2 separate regions of the Zea mays genome follow, and region 1 is linked to region 2. The links are chromatin contacts, called in public Hi-C maps. All regions are on one chromosome and are shown on one strand. Each heading gives the region's core, a stretch centred on a gene start, on an enhancer-like site or on the middle of the called end of the contact. The rest is flanking DNA. Distances are from core to core; before and after follow the strand shown.

The links. Hi-C and Micro-C count contacts between places; a contact is called where the count stands out from the background.
Region 1: a contact with region 2 is called in a Hi-C map of ear, with 3 times the contacts expected there. The contact joins the promoter of LOC103638537 here to the promoter of LOC100274139 in region 2. A contact is called at or near these places in 2 of 25 Hi-C or Micro-C datasets (ear and tassel).

What each region holds. Positions count from the first base shown.
Region 1 is chr9:63,341,618-63,344,854 of Zm-B73-REFERENCE-NAM-5.0, reverse strand. LOC103638537 (Extra-large G-protein-like) reads right to left here and starts at 1,723. Exons shown (of 5, transcript XM_008661424.2): 1 at 1,281-1,723; 2 at 1-41. The coding sequence starts at 1,416.
Region 2 is chr9:62,607,667-62,610,918 of Zm-B73-REFERENCE-NAM-5.0, reverse strand. It overlaps LOC100274139, which reads left to right and starts at 1,421. Exons shown (of 8, transcript NM_001148517.1): 1 at 1,421-1,554; 2 at 2,459-2,542; 3 at 2,668-2,882. The coding sequence starts at 1,504.

The DNA.
Region 1 (3,237 bases), core at 474-2,973, 730 kb before region 2:
GTCAGCATCATCTGAAGATTGGGCTGAATTCTTCTTCTTTGCTGTAAAATTTTCAGCATAGGAAGATGTTATTGTTCCACTTTATGACAGTTAAATTAGCCATTAAAAAAGGAATGCTAATGACTACCAAATCATATTGTGATATTTAAAAAGGAGCTCAAAACGATGAGCCAAAGAAGACTAGTTCTGCAAGACTGGCCAAAGGCATTACTTTGGCTCCTCGTTGACCTCAAAAGGAACCTTAGCTACAACCGGGGACTAAATCACCAGAATGCAGCAAAAATCCTAAATTAATCACTCTGATGGTAGGGTATATTGGGTATGCAAATAACTGAATCAACTAATTTACAATGTATAGGTCAAATTCAACTTATGTTTTTTTCAATCCCAATGCAATATATTTAAGAAGTAACAACAGCTACAAATGACCCTATTAGGCTTGTTCGGTTATTTCCGTTCCATATGGATTGGAGGGGATTGATATAGATTGGGAGGGATTTTGACTTACTAGGGATTGAAACCGACTCAATCCCCTTCAATCCATATAGATTGGGGTTGAACCGAACAAGCCCTTACGGTGAAGGGAGACCCTCCGCAGTTACATTTGGTCACTGACGTGTGGGCTCAGGCCTAGGCCGGACCCACACGTCACTGACCCATTGCACTTATGCACTTACAGCGGAGGATCCGCTCGCCAGCACAACACGGCACAGGCTAGATTTTCAGCTTTACTTTTTTGTGTGTGCAAGAAAATAGGGCCATGGTTCTTCCACTTCAAATCTGAAGGATGATAATATGCTCTTCAAAGGAGGCTACAAAATTTCAGAACATAACTTAGAAACACATCAAGAATTTCAATTTGTTCCTAAGTTATCCTAAAAGCAAATGAAATGTTTACGTTTGCTTCTAGAAATGGAGCAAACATTTCCCAAGAAACATAAATTCAAACTTGATCCTGCAAAAATGGAGTAAGGCTTTCTTGGAAAAAATAAAAGTTTAGATTGTGCTCCTGGGGTGGACTAAACAATTCCTGAAAGGTCTAGCATATTACATTGGCCCATAAGAAGTGAAGTAATTTTTTTCTCCAAAAAAGAAGTTTACATTAGTTCTACAAACCAGAGAAGGCATTCAAACCGAAATTTTAAGTCTCTCTCCTGCTGCCTTGCAGATGTCAGTCACTCAGAGATGAAATCCATTTGGGATGCTGGACTGCTGGGCAACGGAGTACAGGGGATTAAACCAAATCTTGTGCTAGCTTGCAGGAAAGAGTAAGACCGCACCTTGGAGAGTGGCGCCGCATCCGCCGCAGACGTAGACGGAGTAGGCGGGCAGCTCTGGCAAGAACTTGTCGCACTTGGGGCACCGCACCAGCCGTATCCGCGCCACCGCCTCGGCCGCCGCTGCCTCGCCTTCCATTCCCGCAGTTTTCCCTTCACCGAAAAAGTCCCACCTCCTTGGCCCCTCCGGTCACAGGAAGCGCCGCCGCCACATCAACCCAAGAAACAAACAGGGAGGTGACGCCCCCAAAACCCCACCCCCAAGAAGTTCAAGGTCGAAACAGGAACACCAGACGTCCGGTTGCCAAGGACCCCGACCAACCAAGAGCGCCAAGAACCACGGTCTGGCCACCGGACGGAGCAACCTCGGCGAGGAGATGTGTACGTCAGTATGTGAAGGAGCTGAACCGCTGAAGCCGGGGGAGAGGAGGAGTTATTTGAGTTTGTAACATTCTCGTCACGCGGCTTCGCCAGTTTATTACTCCGCAGCTGTGCTTCACTAGTTTGGTATTATGAAGCACACATCCACGCCAGATTGGAACTATTAATCTTTCACCCTCTGTAACTTTTTATGAGCTACGGTAAAAGTCAATTTTGTCCCTGCCGGCGCTGCTGTAGCCAGCCCCAGCCCAGCGCGCTCTCGTAGTGCTCCATCCCCTCCGCCGCCAGCTTCACGCCGCCCCGGTACCCCGCCATGGCGTGCCACACGTACACGTACCTGACGCCGTGCTCGCGCTTCGCGTCCTCCACCAGTAGCTTCAGCCCAGGCGTTTGTGCCTGCTGCTCGCCGCCGTCGTCGCACTGGCGAGCCTGCACGACACGCACCATTGCAGACCAAACTGAGCCTCACTTGCCTAATTCGAATCGATGTCTCGTCGATAAAATCACGAAAAGGAAGGAGGAGAATGAGGTGAAATCCAATCAGTACTATTTGCAGTTTGCTTGCATGCCAATGGCCAAATGTCCGCCACTGGCATGGTTTCCGGCCTTTCTCCCGTACTCACCTCCCCGTGCGGTGGCACCTGAAGGAGAGGATGACGAAGCAGAGCACCCTGTACCCGACCACGAAGCCGAGCATGACGCCCAAGCTGCTCCACCGCATGCGCTCCCTCATCCCCTGCTGCCGTAGCAGCCCCGCGCCGTCGAGCACGCAGAGTCCCCCCGCGCCGCCGGCCGAGGCGAGGCACTCCCTGGCGCCGCGCGCGCCGCTGTACTCGTTCACCACAGGGCCTCGAACGCGCCAGACGACGAGCGCGCAGTAGGCGAAGGCGGCGGGCTCGCGCGCCAGGCCCACGAGCCAGTACACGGGCGCCGCGTACAGCACCGCCGCGGCGAGGAGGAACGGCAGGAAGACGGCGGCGTTGGAGGTGACGTACGAGGACACGCGGTAGGCGCCGCGGGAGGTCTCCCGCTCCAGGATGCGGCGCTCGTGGAGGAACACGGGCAGGGCCTCGGTGGTGGAGGTGAGCAGGTAGGTGAGGTTGAAGGCGAAGAAGCCGAGGCGGGACTGCAGGTCGGTGGTGCCCAGGACGATGCTGCCGAGGAACGCGCCGACCAGCACCGACTGCGCCATCCGCGCCGCGAACAGCTGCGGCGTCCGCAGCACCGTCTTCACGAACCGCCCCGCCAGGATGCGCACTCCGCCGCCGGCGAGTTGGCGTACCCCGCGCGCGGCCGCGCGGGCACGGACGCGGGTACCGGCGCGGCGACGTCTTGTCGGTTCGCTGGAGTGGCGGCGGTGATCGTGGTGACCGCCGTGGCTACGGCGACGGGCACCAGGAGGCAGTCCGCTGCGCGGGCACCGTCTGTTCTTTCTCGCGGCTAGGGGTAGATTAGTACATAGGAGTACATAACCTTCATCAAGCGTAAGAGAACAGACGGTTATATAGGGCGGAAGACTAACAGTCCCAATCTGGCACGTTTGTGTGCTCCATAATACCAAACTGGCGAAGCACAGCTG
Region 2 (3,252 bases), core at 172-2,671:
TGTGCTCACAAACTTTCTTTTGATGTACACGAACTTATAATGGTCTACGATGCAAAACTTGTGTAAATGTTCTAGGTCCTTTGTGCTAAAAGGATTTAAAAGAAATAAGGTTGAAGTACTATAATAAACTACTATCAAGTGATGAACAAATTGAAACAGATTAGACATCCTAAGCGTCATATAACACAGTTTTTCCATTTTTAGGCAGCGCCAAATCAGCAAGCAAGCTTTGTTTTTGGGCACCAAAGGCAGCAAGCTAACATTATAGAGTGATTAGATTACATTCATTACATATTTTGTTGGGAACAAAGCATGGTTAGAACATACGAGCCTTTTCATGTCACTTTCAACAACACAAAACAATAAAAACATTGGCCAACGAGGGCTAGGTCAGTTGTAAGTGCTTCTTTTTTCTCTCCAAAACACAGCTGAATATGGATGCGTGGAAAACATTATATTCTAAGGTGGACCAAGGACAAATTTGAGATCGTTAGTTTTTCTCAAAAAATAGAGAGAACAACTCTTTCAGAACCCTTTATCGAAAGAGGCATCTTTGTCGGGCTCCTACTTCCATACCAAATGCAGCACCTTTTCCCACCCATGGAATCGATTCACTTGGATTCACATTTACTACAACTCTTACAATAACTGAAACCGAGGAAATGCAAAACGCATGGTCGCGCGGTGGAGGAGACAAACAACAGTACCTCAATGGTGGCGAGCGGGGCCTTGTTGAGCCGTTTGAGGTGGTTACGCACCTGGTGCCGTCGCATGTAGCTGCCAACGGCACTGCCTCAGCGTCAGTGGCTGGCCTCCGGTATTCCCTGCCGCCTCCGCTCCGTCGAAGAAGAGCGCTGCCACCAGGCTAGCGGAACAAAGCACGTCCCCGTCGCTGCCATTGATTCAGTTTCAGTGCCACTCCCCATCCGAGCAACCGAAACGACGATGGTCATACAAACGGGTTTTCTTTTTTCCAATCGCGTCTTCTAGAATGCTTCCGTCGTGTGGAGAAGCCAAAATTCGTCCTATCCTGGGACGATGGCTGTTGAAGGAGCACTGGCCGTTAAAGGAGAATCGTGTGACTGAGGTGAGAAAGGATGACGTGGACACACAGAAGTTCAGTTTTCCGTCCGTCTTTGATATATAGAAATTCTTCTAAACTTACTAGCTACTATTTACATTCTAGATGTTGTATATATTATATGTTTTTTGTACGGTACACTTGCATTCGTTCCTATTTCACTCTCCCTCTCACTGGTTTTTTCGAATATTTTGTACGTGGTTGCAAATTAAATTAAGAGCAACTACCTACTAATCTATAGTTATTTTGGCAGAATTGAATGTAGTAGCCTCGTAGGGCCAACATGACCGAACTCAAAATGTGCAGCCCACCTCCAATCCCGTAGAAGATAGTGCTGCCCTGCCGAATGCCGCCCACCTCCAATCCCGTAGAAGACAAAGAGAGAGGGAGAGAACTGGACGGCGGCGGCGGCGGAGACGACGATGCAGTGGTACTTGGTGGCCGCGCTCCTCACCATCCTCACCAGCTCCCAGGCAATCCCCCAAACCCTACATATTTCGTCGATTCCCCTTCCTTGCTTTTTGGTTTGCTTCGATTACACCATAGTGTCTTAGATCTGTCGCCAAGCTGGGATTGGTTGTGAACTTTCGGTTGCTTCCCATTTGGGTCTTTGATGAGATGCACTGTGGATTAGGCGTCCTAGGTTGCTGGATCGGCAGTTTATGTTTTCGAGCGGAGTCGCCATACCCTTTGTGAAGAAAGACGCGGTTCAGATGACTCGTGATTGTTACCCTGGATTCCAGGGCAGATTGATTGTCGTCGAGAAGCTTGGTATTGGTTATCTGGTGAGATACATGGGATGATTTGGTGGAATTGTGGAATGAGAAATGACATGCTTGTGATGCTGTGCTGTGGAAATCTCTCTCAAGTGAGGGAACATGATCATGTGCAGGACTGCAGACTAGAGCTAAGGACTTTTGGCAGCATCAAGCCATGGTTAAACAGGATTGGAAAGTTGCACAACAACAACAACAAAGCTTTTTATCCCAAACAAGTTGGGGCTGGCTAGGATTAAAAATCCAATAGAACCCACAAGTCAAAGTTTGGAGACATGGATAACTGATTTTCATGCACTTCTATTCAACACTCTTTTTTTTGTATATCCCATCCTTTCAAGTCTTCTTTTACTGCCTCTTCCTATGTCAACTTGGTTCTTTCTCCCCCTCCCTTCCAGGGACGGAGCCAGAAAAAAACCCTCTCTGCTCTCTTCTTATTGCTATTGTGCCGTAGAACCCACTGCACGCTGATGTCTCTGGAGGTCTTCGTTGGACATGTTTAAACCATCTCAACCAATGTTGGACAGGCTTGGAAAGCTGCACATGATTTGTTTTAGATTTTTAGTTCCAATGTGTCTAATCAGCTTATCTATATATGCAGGGAATATTGACCACCCTTTCCCAGAGCAATGGCAAATACAATTATGATTATGCCACAATTCCTTTTTTAGCTGAGCTCTTCAAGGTAAATAATTTATATTTAATCTTTGATAGCCTCATACCCATTTTTAATCATAATGATGAATACATGTGTAGACGGTGCAGTGGTTCATCATTTATTGTGCTAACATTGCGCTATTCTTGGTGCAGTTATCTGTCTCAGGCTTCTTCCTCTGGAAGGAATGCCATTCTTCATCTCCACCAAGGATGACAAAGGAATGGAGGAGCGTGCGACTATATGTTGTTCCTTCAGTTATATACCTCATCCACAACAATGTCCAGTTTGCGACATTGACCTATGTTGACCCATCTACCTATCAGATAATGGGAAACTTGAAAATTGTCACGACTGGGATTTTGTTTAGGTGTGCAATTTGTCTGCTGACTGAAATGCTCATTCTTTTATGCTTAACACCATTCCATGATAGAATTCCTATTTCATTTCCTATTATGCTCTGTACCATGCCTTGAAGGAAATTCCATTTCAGGATTTTCTTTGTATTAGTGAATCAAAGACTTTTAAGTGCACAAGTGCTATTGAAATAGTTAACTAATTATAATTTAAGCATTGGAGGGAGTTTGGGTTTGTTTCTACTATAACCTTAGGCAGTTACCTCACATGTACCACCATTTATCGTCTGAATAGTGAATACATCATGCATTTTAAGATTATGCTCGACCACAAGACATCACTTCCACATCGCATGCCTCAGGGAGATTGATCTCCGCTGGGAG